2 separate regions of the Sus scrofa genome follow, and region 2 is linked to region 1. Evidence: chromatin contacts called from public HiChIP or PLAC-seq data. All regions are on one chromosome and are shown on one strand. Each heading gives the region's core, a stretch centred on a gene start, on an enhancer-like site or on the middle of the called end of the contact. The rest is flanking DNA. Distances are from core to core; before and after follow the strand shown. Region 1 holds the start of TPI1 (triosephosphate isomerase 1). Region 2 holds the start of GAPDH (glyceraldehyde-3-phosphate dehydrogenase).

Region 1 (5,752 bases), core at 879-3,378:
CAGGACAACCTTGTTCCAGTCCTTCACATTATCTGTGGGACAGAGATCACAGGTGGAAGGGTGAAGGAGGAGCGATCCAGCTGTTCCCCAGAGAATGAGTGATGGCGGCCTACTGCCCTCTGGTGGCTGTTAAGGGAACTCCAAGTGGCATCATATACTGTCAGGGGCAGGAGGGGAAGTGATAGGAAGGATACAAGGGTTCTTAGCCTCCCCTTTCCTGCATCAGCATGGGGAATCAAGTCAGGAGGCAAGGCATCTGACCCCGCCCTCTGTTCCTCCGTAGCCCTGGCTAGGTCCAAACGTCCCTTTCTCCAGAGATACCTGCGATGACCTTGGTTTGCTCGAAAACGACCTTCTCGGTGATGCCAGCTTCCCGCTCATCTAGCTTCTCCCCAATGCAGGCGATTACTCCAAGTCCCTCTGCCAGGGCATGGGCCACTTTCTGCCCAATCAGCTGTTGAGGAACAGACTTGGTGAGACACCTGTCTTGGAATAAGCCATCTCTTATCTCCTCTCCTGGTCACTAACCTCATCTGACTCTCCAAAGACATGCCTTCTCTCCGAGTGCCCCAGGACTACCCACGTGGCTCCGAGGTCTTTGATCATGCCAGGGCTAGAGGAAGAGAAAAAGCCATGGCTCAGGAGGGAGCCCACCCCATGGCTTTTCCCTCCATGAGGAGAATAAGGGCTGGGTCCCCCCAGTACACACACACACACCATCTTACCTGATCTCCCCAGTAAAGGCCCCATTAGCCACTTTGTAGCAGTTCTGTGCAGCCACGGCAATCTTGGGATCTAGCTTCTGCCTGGCGAAGTCAATGTAGGCGGTGGGGGGTGCGCAAACCACCTCTGAGTAGAAGACAGTGACAGAAGGGGATGGCATCACAAATCCAGACCCTATCCAGTGCTCTGGAGCCCCCTAGCCTCCACCGCTTTCATAGTTCTGCCTTCGCCCATTTCCACACCAGCATGATGATCTTTGTCTACTCTGCACCCCAGGCTGGGCCTGAACCCAACTCTGAACCTTTTGGGTACCCCTGAGAGGTCATGGCCCTTGCCCTGCCCTCTGCTCTTTTAACAGCTGTGGCTCTGATTTCCCCAGGCTATTCTGGGCCTGGGCACCTCCTAGACTCAGCATTCTCTGGGGCCAACCCCGCCTCCCTTCTAAAATAGCTCATTCCCACCTCTCCTAGCCAGGCAAGGATTTTTAGCAAAAGCAGAAAGGGCCAACTCCTGGGGTCTGTACTGCAGTCTCTGGGGGGAATAAACCAGAAGGGGGTGCCTCTTGATCAGACCCGGGGTTCTGTGATTTAGATGCCTGGGATGGGAAGGACTGAGGACGGCACTCTGTCCGTGGGTGGCAGCGAGTCGACTGGCTCATAGAGGCCTTGCGTTTTCCCGTATCCAGGTTGCAGAAAACAAGAGGATCGCTCCTCATCCCCACATGGCTCTGCCCGTTTGTCACTTGCTCAGCCCCTTCCGCAGAAGGGTCTTGCAGGCCGCCGAGGGGAAAGGATCAGAAGAGTAGCTCAAGAGGCCAAGGGCCACCCGGCAGGGGAACTCGGTAGCCCAGGCAAAGCGCGGGGAGGAGTCTGGGCTACGTGCGGCGGCGCACGGAGCCGGCGCCGAGGGGGCCCAGAAGCCTGCACGCAGCCTCCTCCCCCACACACCGGACTGGCGCCGGCCTCTCCCGATCGCCCGTAGGGGCTGGGCTCCACTTCCATCCCCGGCTCGGGCGGGTGCAGCCCCGGTCCGCACCCCGGAGCCGTCTTCCTCCCACAGTCGGAGGGCACAGGGAGATGCGGCTCCGCCTTTCCCCGTGGACACACCCCTGGTCCTGCGGCCGCAGGGCCAAGGCCGGGACCCCAGTAACTCTGGTCTCCGGCCCTGCAAGCAGGACCACGCAGACAACTGCTGAGAGAGCTCGGGAGAGGGCGCCACCACGCCCGACCTCCCACCCACCGCCAGGGCTCACCGGTGTCGGCCGGCAGCTTGGCTGCGTTGAGGGTGTTGATGAGCTCCCCCAGATTGTTCTTTCGCCCGTTCATCTTCCAGTTTCCCCCCACGAAGAACTTCCTAGCGGGCGCCATGGCGCTGGAGCCAGCACACTGAAGGTCAGGAGCAGCGCGCGGCCGTCTCCACTGGCCGCTTATATAGAGAGCGGAGAGGCAGAACCCCGCCCCCTTCGCGTCCTGGGCCATGACTGGCCCGCCCCGCGGAAGCCCAGCCCCGGCCCCGCCCGCCGCCCGCCGCCCGCCACCGCCCGCTGCCGCTCGCCGCCGCCCGCGTTGCGAGGTTCTGACGTCACCTTCTTTCTTGTAGCAACGTTCCAGCGGCGTCCAGGCTCGGTGGCTACAGCTTCCGTGGTCTGACTTTGGGGAGAACCGTGCGCCCGGTGCTCAGGGAAACCCCCGCTTCACGGCTTCATCACGCCACCCCCACACCGAGGGATAGGGGAGGGGCCTCTCTCCAGCTCTGGGAAAAGGAGCCTCCTTCCCCATCGGAGCCCCCACATCCCTGAGTGCTGAGCGGACACCTCTGACCCACCCGGGGCCGACCCAGCCCCACAGTAACTGGGCAAAAAACAGGGTTCAGCAGCGGAGGGATGGCCCACCTTGGCTAGAAACTGTGCAGCTAAGGGAGGGGGGTTCAGAAGTCCGCCCTGTCCCCATGAATACCCCGCTTTTTGCTCCAGCAGGCCAAGGCCTGACAAAGGACTACAGCCACTGGGGACATTTGGAAAGAACCCACCTGGGCCCCCTCCGGTATCACGGCTGCAAGAAAGGGCTCTTCCACCCCATCTCTGTTCTGTGACACCCCAGCCCACATCCCCTCATCTAACAGCCCCCACCCCGCAGCCTTCCTCTGCTGCCCCAGAGCTCACCTCACTCAGCCCCCAATCACACCAGCACAAAACATAGAAGGCAAAGGGGCAGGGCCAGGAGCTTTGTGAAACTGGCCCCGCTGCTAGCCCTGGGGAAGACAGCTTCCCCCAAAGGTATCAAACAGGACACAACTGAGCCACTGTACTTTTATTCACATCCTGTATTTTGGCATTTTCCAGAAGGACAGGGGAGAGACAGGGTGGGGAAAAGACTGAGGCAGGAGGGCGAGGGGGGTCCCCATTTCCCTCAGATCCCTCCTTGCCCAACCACACGGGGAGCACACACAACGGGGGAGGGGAGGCACAGAAGCCCCCTCCTGTGGAAGAGGCTGCACAAAGCTATACCCACGCCACACAAACAAACGAGCCCGCTCCACGCTGGGCCAGCAGGATCACAGAGAAGCAGAGCCCTGTGGGGTCAAGGGCAGGAAAGCAACAGTCTCCTCACAGACAGGCAGCCGGCCCCTCCCGTTCCCCTTCCTGCTCCATCCCCAAAGTCTCCAGAGTGCCCCCCCCACTTCGCTTGGCCATTCTCTCATAGCCTCTAGCTTCTTCCCTGCTGCTGGGGACACGAAAAGGAAAAGGGTACGGGAGCAGGGGGGCTGACATCCATCCCTCATGCCGGGTGGTCTGTCCCCTGCCCTCAGTGGTTAAGGGCTCAGGGTGGGCTCTTAGCTGGCCACTCTCTGGTAGAAGTAGATGTAGCCCAGGTCCTTGGGCGGCTTCTCAGAGGCACACACTTTCTGGTCGTTGTAGATCACCCATCTGGGGAAGAATGTGGGGGGAAAAGGATGAACAGCTCCTCTCTTGGAGGTGGCTCCTGGTGATTCCCGGGCAAAGGCTCCCAACATTCTCTGCCTGGGTCCCCAAACCTACAGTCCAGCTGCCTATCTGAAGGGAGCATCCCAATCTCACAGGGTCATTGCGACTGGACTCAGGGCTTTCAGACCCTGTGGTGTCTTTATAGCCACTTGCCACCCGTTCCTATTAGGCAGGGATCAGACAGGATATGTTTCGGGTTTTGCAGGCCATCTGGTCTCTGATACAACTACTTGACTTTCCTGTGGCAACTCGAAGAGAGCCACAGATAGATAAGTGGGTAATTGGCTGTGCTCACCAAGACTTTTTCTTTTTACGGCTGCACCTGCAAGCATACGGAGATTCCCAGGCTAGGGACCAAATTGGAGCCGTGGCCGCCGGCCTGTGCCACAGCCACAGTAACACCAGATCTGAGCCCTGCCTGCGAACTACACGCATCAAGCAGATTGCAGTAACGCCGGATCCTTAACCCACTGAGCGAGGCCCTGGATAGAACCCGCATGCTCATGGATGTTAGTCGGGTTCTTAACCCACTGAGCCACAATGGGAACTCTCAGTAGGACTTTATAAAAGTGAGTGGCCGAATTCAGCCTCTGGGCCCTTGTTGGCCAATCCCTGCCGTGAGGCTTTCTCTGTTTCCGCTGAGTTTGCGGCCCCACCAGCAACCCTTTACCTTCCCTCACACATAATCTGAGGACTTCCAGGATGCCCCTACCATTCCCACCATCACGCTCCCATTCAAAAACGCACGTGCTGGCCCCTCACCTGCCTTCCTTCTTGATGTGGCAGACATAGTGACCACACATGGTTGACGTGCCCATGTGACTAATGAAGGCGAAGAGCTGATACTCTAGGGAAGGGGGGGAGAGAGGGCAGAGAGGGAGGGCGGCTGGACCCCACAGCTCACACACAGGACGGGATTTCAGGGAACTGGAGGCATGCACTGGGCCCAGAGGCTCTCTCTCGTCCTAGGAACCCACCTCCAGGAGTCGAGCTGGTGGAAAGAAGCTTCTGCCCCCTGTCCGCCTCCTCCCACCACCCCAGGGAAGCAGACCTGGTGGAGCCAACGGGCTAGATCCCACCAGGCCTGTTCTGGTTTCAGGGGACACTCACTTCCAGGACCATCCCGGACTTTAGGTCCCACTGGTATGGACTCGGAGATGGAGTCGGCAGCGGAGCGGCCCTCCGAGATGTCCATGGCAGCCTCTGCGTCCAGGTCATCAATGTGACTGAAGATCCAGTCCACAGCCCGTTCTAAACTATTGTTCTTAGAAAAGAGAGAAGAGTCACTTTTTCTAGCACTGTCAGGCTGGAGAAGGCTGCCAGGGAAGGCCTCAGCTTCTTTATCTTTTTTTTTTCTTTCTTTTTTTAGCCTTTTCTAGGGCTGCACCCACAGCATGTGGCGGTTCCCAGGATAGGGGTCTAATCGGAGCTGTGGCTGCTGGCCTACACCACAGCCACAGCAGTGCAGGAACCGAGCCGCATCTGCGACCCACACCAGAGCTCACGGCAACACCAGATCCTTCACCCACTGAGCAAGGCCAGGGATCGAACCCGCAACCTCATGGTTCCTAGTCAGATTCGTTAACCACTGCGCCACGACGGGAACTCCGGCCTCGGCTCCTTTAGCATCTTTAGCTCCTCAGACCCGTTACGTGGGTCATCCTTGGTCTTGCTCACGAGGGATAGAAGCTTGCTCCCACCCTCTCCTTCCCACAGGACTGAGCTCGGCTGGGGGCAGGCTATACCGTGGCCCGCAGAGCTTTCAGGGCCTGGTCCCGGGAGAAGCCCATGGAGACAATGGTGGTCACGCAGTCCTCTGGTGGGGGGTCAGCTGCTGCGCTTGTGGAGCCGGGCCCGCTGGAGCCAGGCAGGATGAGAGGGTTCGCGAAATCTGTGGACGTGAAGGGGTTGAAGTGTGTGGGGCGTGCAGCGGCCCCGCCCCACCCAGCTCCCCACCCCAGCCTACCTGGATCGTCCATGTGCGACATGACCCAGTTCATGGCGGCCTCGGCCCCGCTGTTGCCCGTGTAGTAGACGGCTTTGCGG
Region 2 (6,081 bases), core at 89-2,588, 290 kb after region 1:
CTGATGCAGAGACAGGGGCTGCGGCTCCGCCGGCTCCGGGAGCCATTTTGTGGAAAATTTCTAAGTACCCATGACTCAGCTCCCCCGGCATGGCACCAAGCCAACGCTACCACACCTCTCCGGAGAAAGAGAAGGGAAACAACCCGGAAACAACCCAAGACCACCCCCATAAAGCCCCGTTTTTGATTCATCAGAGAACCATCCAGAAAAAGCATCCCCTCATCCCCGGGGGGGGGAATCTGGCTGGGGCTTGAAGGGATGCTCTAGGGTTAGTTTGCTAAGAGCTGAGGTCCAGCTGACTAAGAAGGGGAAAGCGTGGCCGGACCTGGGTTACCGGATAAAGGAGACTCCACCCCACGAGGCAGGGGTAGAAGGCTTAGTCATGGGCAAGTAAGGAGAAAGATTGAAGGACTCAGGAAGATTTCCTAACGGCGGTTCATTCATTTCCTTCCTAGTTGCAACATGGCGGCTAGGTTACCGCAGATGCCCCCTCCCAGCTGGTTCTGCACAGCAGCTGTGCCTCCTGCATCCCGGGGCTGCCCGGCTGGGGGCACTGGTTGCGGCTGGGGGGATGGGCTCCTCCCCTTCACGTGACCCCGCAGGGCGCGAAAGGAAAGAAAGAGCCCCAGCTGGGGGATTAGGGGATGGGGCCAAAGCAAGAATTGGAGACTCCAGGGCTGTGTATCTGCGGCAGGTGAAGAGGAAGGCTCCGCAGAGGCGGAGTTACAGAACGCGCAACAGCCAGGGATGGGGGACACGAGGCCTTGCGAGGGCCTCCTCCAGGTCCGAGCGCTGACCTTGAGTTCTCCTTGGGGGTGGGGTACGACCACCCCATCCAAGTCCCCCACATGCTTGCACAGACCCGGTAGGGCGAGACCTGCGGACGCAATTTGGTGGGGGCTGCAGTACTTACTGCCCCACCCTGCCCCACCCCCTAACTCACCCGTTCACTCCGACCTTCACCATCGTGTCTCAGGGACGCGGCTGCCGGCAGAGGAAAGAGAACATTAGATCGCGGGGCAAAGCGGCTGGAGCCCGACGGTGCCCTCCCCGCCCCTCCCCCAGGCCTCCATCCTCGCTCTGCTCTTCTGCACGTCCTTCCTCCCCCTCAACCCGCAATGCAGGGGCCCGGCCCGGCGCAGCCACAACTCCGGCTCCAGCCGGGGCCCCGCACCCACACTCCCAGACCGCGCACGGCCCCCGGTCCCTTTCGGACCAGTCCTCGAACCCTTGTGGCTCCACTCCGCCAGGCTTTACCTGGCAATGCACGGAACACACGGCTGTCTGTCGAACGGGGAGGAGCAGAGAGCGCAGGGGAAGGCTGCAGCCGGAATTTATAGGGCAGGGGGCGGGGCGGGGGCGGGGTGACGTGGGCTCGCCTCGCCCAGTCCTAGCTCCAGCAGCGGAGGCCTGAGCTACGTGCGCCCGTAAAGTCGCGAGTAGCCGACCCCCACTTCTTCTTTTTTTTTCCTTTGGACCCGCCTGGTTCTGCCAATGTGCACGCGCCACACAAGTGGGCTGAGGACGGAGAGGGGGAGGGGACCGGTGATGCTGCCTGGCCCGGTTGGGGTTGTACTGCAGGGGGCAGTGGACTAGGAGGAGGGGGCCCTGGCGAAAACTGAGGACACCCAAGGAGCCAGGGACGTTAAAGTTGCTGCAGGGATGTAACGGGAGGATATGGGGAGCCAGTGGGATGGGAAATTGGAGCGGAACCCGGGGTTGGGGGCGCGGCTCGCAGCTCGCGGCTGCAGTCTCCCCTACCCCCCCCCCTTCAAAAGCTGAGAAGCGGGAAGATTGAGGAACTTCTCGAGGCTCTTCGGTAGTGACCCAGGAACTACAGAGGAAAAGGCCCGGGAGGGGCCTCCAGCAAGGCCCTCTCCAGCCCCCTTCCCCTTTCCCCCCTCCCCTTCTCTTGGCTCCTGGCCTCCCCGGGCTGGGGACCGCGGCTGGCCCTGGCCAGTGGGAGGCCTGGAGAGGAAGGAGGCTCGGAAGGAGGCCTGAGAGGGAAGTTTCTGCACTGAAGGTCACGATGCCCTGCAGGACAGGCAGCCTGGACATCTGAGAATCGAGCAGACAAACCAGGACCTGTGTGCACCAGCTGCTCTCCCCCAGGCCCTGGCTGGCTGGGGCCTCAGCGAGGGGACAGGATCGCTTTGGGGGGCTGGCCAGGTAGAGGCTCAGAGGTCTCCCACAAAGTTGCTCCTGGGAAATTTGAGGGCTGAGCGGCCCGGGCTGGGAGACAATGTCCCTTTCACCCCATCCAGCCCTGGGCAGAGCAGGACGTGAGAGCGGAAGTCCCTCCCCATCCTGGGACGTGCAGGCCAGCCCTGCAGTCAGGGCCTCCCTTTCACTGGCTGCGCCCAGGGGATGTTGGGGGCAGGGTGAGGTGTCCATAAGAGGGAAAAGATTGGGAGGTCTTGGACACAGGGTGGGGACAAGGGCCCCTAGCCCCTTCCCAGACGTGATGTGGAGGAGGAAATCCATTCTTCTCCAAGACCAGTCCCTCAGAAGCTGGGGCTGGGCCAGGTTTGTGAGCAGAGGATGAAAGATGGGTTGGTTCTGAGGACTTGAAGTGTTGAAGGTTCAGGGAAGGTGGGGGGAGGGTGGAATGGACGTTGCCCATTAGCAGGTGCTGGTGGAAGGAATTGGGGCCTCTTTGCTGGCCCAGCGTAACCTGAGACCAGCCCCCTTTTCCAGCTGAAAAGCCTGTGGCTAAGTTTAGCCCGCAGGATGATAACCTTTGCTTAAAAGGCAGAGAGCACGCTGCCCCGCACCCCGACTCAAGCCTGTCCTGTCCCTTCCCTTTCTGGGACTGCCCTCCTTCCTTGGGGCCCCAGATCCAAGGCTGGCTGTTGCTGGCAGCCATGTGCACAGTCGGTGCCCAGGCTTTTCAAGAGCGGCAAGAGCAGGGACTGAGGGCACTTAACGGTGAGGGAGGCGGGATGCTGGGCACTGAGGAATCTGCTGGGGAAGTGGAGCACCAGGATCATATACTCTCCCTGGCAAGGGCCTTAGGAGCCCCTCCACCCTCCTCTGCTCCCCGAAGCATGTTCCCCTTTGCTGCATGCTTGTCATTGTTCATTACTGTCCTTTGCTGAAAAAAGAGGGAGCTCAGTGCCCAGGGAGCATGACTGACGCAGTCTGCTGTTGTCATGACAGCAAAGACACCAGTGTTGTCATGACAGCAGCCTCACTGCCTCCGCTTCAGGTGACTCAGCAGAGAAATCTTGGGGGGCAGGAGGGGGTGAACAGGGCCTGCAGCTGAGGGGCTGACATCCTGCAGACCCTGTAAACGTGGTGCCAAATCCCTGGGGGATGGTCTCTACACTGTCTAGAGCTGGAATTAGGGGCACAAGCCAGGGTGGGCAGGACAGAGCAGCCAGCCCCTGGGGAGGAGGGTTTCTCAACTTCAGCACTCCTGACATTTTGCATTGATGACTCTTTGCATCAGACCCGTCCTGTGCATTGTAGGATATTTAGCAACACCCCTGGCTCCTACTCATTAGCTGCTGTTAGCACCCTCTCCTTGGCTGTGACAACAAAATAGTCTCTGGATATTGTCAAATGTCCCTTGGAGGGCAACACTGCCCCCAGATTGAGAAGCGTGGATCTGAAGCCTAGGCACTGCCTAATTCTGCACAGCGGAGCAATCCTGCCACGTGTGCAGGGTGTGGAGGTTGAGAGGCAAGGACGGGCCAGCAAGGGACTCGAAGCTCATCAGATGCTGGCACAGGCCCCAGACTCCTGGATCAATAACCCTCTGTCTGCTGCCTGCCTCTGGGCTAATGTGGGATGAAACACAGACAGGCTTAGGAAAAACCTCTAAAAGTATATAAAAATATTTATTCATTAGAAAACAAAGAAACTGGCAAACACACATTCTGGAAAACAACTTGACTTGGTTCAGTTAGGCTTAGTTTAGCAAAGCCTAACATTATAAAGACCATTTACACATTAAAAAAAACCAAGGAGACAGGTAAACACGTATTTTACAAGGGGAATGGAATTCAGGGTCACTCCACAAGACACCTGCAGGGCTGGCTGGGATGGGAACAGGTAGGACACCTCTAGGATCTTTGTCTGTGAGCAGATGCTCGGCGGATGGGGGTGGTTTTCTTGGGTGTCTCATCTTCCATCATCTCTGCTGACAGTTCTATTCAAAAGAATTGGGGGAATGAGACAAAGCTGAGTCACAAAGATGGTGAAAAACGGGTCTTAAGAGAACGAATGGGACAGTCCCTGACCACACTGCCCAGTGGGGGGAGGACAACGTGGGGGTGGGGGACTATGTGGCAGGCCTGCCATCAAAGCAGGCCTCCCTGCAAGCTGTGCTCGCTCTGGGCCAGGTCCAGAAAGGGGCACCGTACCCTCCTCGCTGGACTCGTCGCTCGAAAAGACAATTCTGAGCTTCTTTTTCGAAACTTGCTGCTGGGTGTTTGGATGCCGACGGGTAGTACGGCGGGGCTCAGGTGTGACAAAGTCATCGTCTGAAGCTGCAGAGGCCAGATGCCGGTGTCTAGAGACTAGAAAAGGCAGAGGCATGAGTTGGAAAAAGAAAAAAGGAACTTCTATCAGCGAGGAGGCCCCGCCTGGTCTCTCCCAAGGCACTGCCTCACATACCAGCAGGTAGTTTCTTGGCTGATGGGGCTCTCTGGCTGCCTCCTTGGCCCATCTCAAATTCCTCTATTGCATCCAAACCTCTGGTGTGACAGGCCCGAAGCTTCTGCTCAAATTCATCTATTACAGCCTGGAGGAAAAAAAGATTAAAAGTAGGCCTGGAAATAGTTATTTCTTTTTTTTTTTATCTTTTTGCCATTTTCTTGGGCCGCTCTCGCGGCATATGGAGGTTCCCAGGCTAGGGGTCGAATCGGAGCTGTAGCCACCGGCCTACGCCAGAGCCACAGCAACGCGGGATCTGAGCCACGTCTGCAACCTATATACCACAGCTCACGGCAACGCCGGATCCTTAACCCACTGAGCAAGGGCAGGGATCGAACCCGAAACCTCATGGTTCCTAGTTGGATTCGTTAACCACTGAGCCACGACGGGAACTCCAGGAAATAGTTATTTCTAAGATTAAAAAGAAACAAGGCAGTGATAAGATGTGGAGGAACTTTAAATCTGTATTACTAAGTGAAAGAACCCAACTGAGCAGGGTACACGCTGTGATTCCAATGCTGTGACATCCTGCGAAAGCCAACGCTGTGGTGACAGGAAAAGGATCAGTGGCTGCCAGGGCTGTAGGAAGAGGGCTGAACGGGGAGCAGAGGGCGCTGGGGCAGGGGGACTACTCTGAACGAAACACACAGCACTGGGCACAAGCTATTCATCCAAACCCATAGCGCGCACCCCAGGAGTGAACTGTCCTGGAAACCGTGCTCTTTGGGCGCTGTGACATGTCGAGGCAGGCTCACCCACTGTACCATAGGTCTGGCTCTGGCCTCTGGCGGGGGTGTGGGTAACTGAGGAGGCTGTGCCTGCGTGGGAGCATGGGGCCTTTGGAGAAACTATACCTTCTACTTGATTTTGCTTTGAACCTGAAATTGCCCTTAATAAAGTCACCAAAAAAAAAAAAAAAAAAAAAAAAAAAAAAGGAACAAAGAAACAGGAACTGGAAAAAGATCCCAGCTCAGGTCATTCTGGTTACTTGGTTGCAACCAGCTGGGTTTCCTCAGAACAGCGGCTGGAATGCAGCAGGCGCCACTCACCTTGCCCTCCGGCTTGGCTCCACGTCGCAACTTGCCTACAACTGACAAAAAGGCACTAAAGATGGACTCGTCTGATAGTTTATCTCCAAAGCAATCAAAGTTGTCCAGCATCTTACGGAGGCCCCGCTCTGTGAGGGGCAGCTGCGACACGCAGTAGGCCAGGTCCCGGTACTGCCTCTCAGTTCTGCGGGTGGGAGGGCGTGGTGAGGAGCAGGGGGATGGAGGGCAGGCCCATGCCTGCCCCGCAGTCCCTCCCAGCCCAGATGCCACCGTGCGCTCTTTTCCTCTGGGCACAGAGAACCCTCCAGGAGGCAGCATACCGGGCTGTGCGGAACCGCTGACAGAGCTTTTCCACCAGGCTCTCGGTCTGCTT

The links. HiChIP or PLAC-seq counts read pairs in DNA pulled down with a chosen protein or histone mark.
Region 2: a contact with region 1 is called in an H3K27ac HiChIP or PLAC-seq map of skeletal muscle. The contact joins the promoter of GAPDH here to the promoter of TPI1 in region 1. A contact is called at or near these places in 2 of 5 promoter capture datasets (fetal liver and liver), 1 of 47 Hi-C or Micro-C datasets (liver) and 2 of 2 datasets of contacts at active chromatin or transcription factors (alveolar macrophages and skeletal muscle).

What each region holds. Positions count from the first base shown.
Region 1 is chr5:63,840,725-63,846,476 of Sscrofa11.1, forward strand. It overlaps TPI1 (triosephosphate isomerase 1), which reads right to left and starts at 2,129. Exons shown (of 7, transcript NM_001037151.1): 1 at 1,976-2,129; 2 at 726-849; 3 at 529-613; 4 at 322-454; 5 at 1-32. The coding sequence starts at 2,090. USP5 (ubiquitin carboxyl-terminal hydrolase 5) reads right to left here. Exons shown (of 20, transcript XM_001925784.6): 16 at 5,673-5,752; 17 at 5,452-5,597; 18 at 4,817-4,970; 19 at 4,469-4,553; 20 at 3,018-3,649. The coding sequence ends at 3,556.
Region 2 is chr5:64,132,682-64,138,762 of Sscrofa11.1, forward strand. GAPDH (glyceraldehyde-3-phosphate dehydrogenase) reads right to left here and starts at 1,339. Exons shown (of 12, transcript NM_001206359.1): 1 at 1,258-1,339; 2 at 944-984. The coding sequence starts at 966. It overlaps LOC110260753 (a long non-coding RNA gene), which reads left to right and starts at 2,200. Exons shown (of 3, transcript XR_002344125.1): 1 at 2,200-2,526. NCAPD2 (condensin complex subunit 1) reads right to left here. Exons shown (of 32, transcript XM_021092430.1): 28 at 6,029-6,081; 29 at 5,709-5,892; 30 at 4,621-4,747; 31 at 4,368-4,523; 32 at 3,824-4,153. The coding sequence ends at 4,068.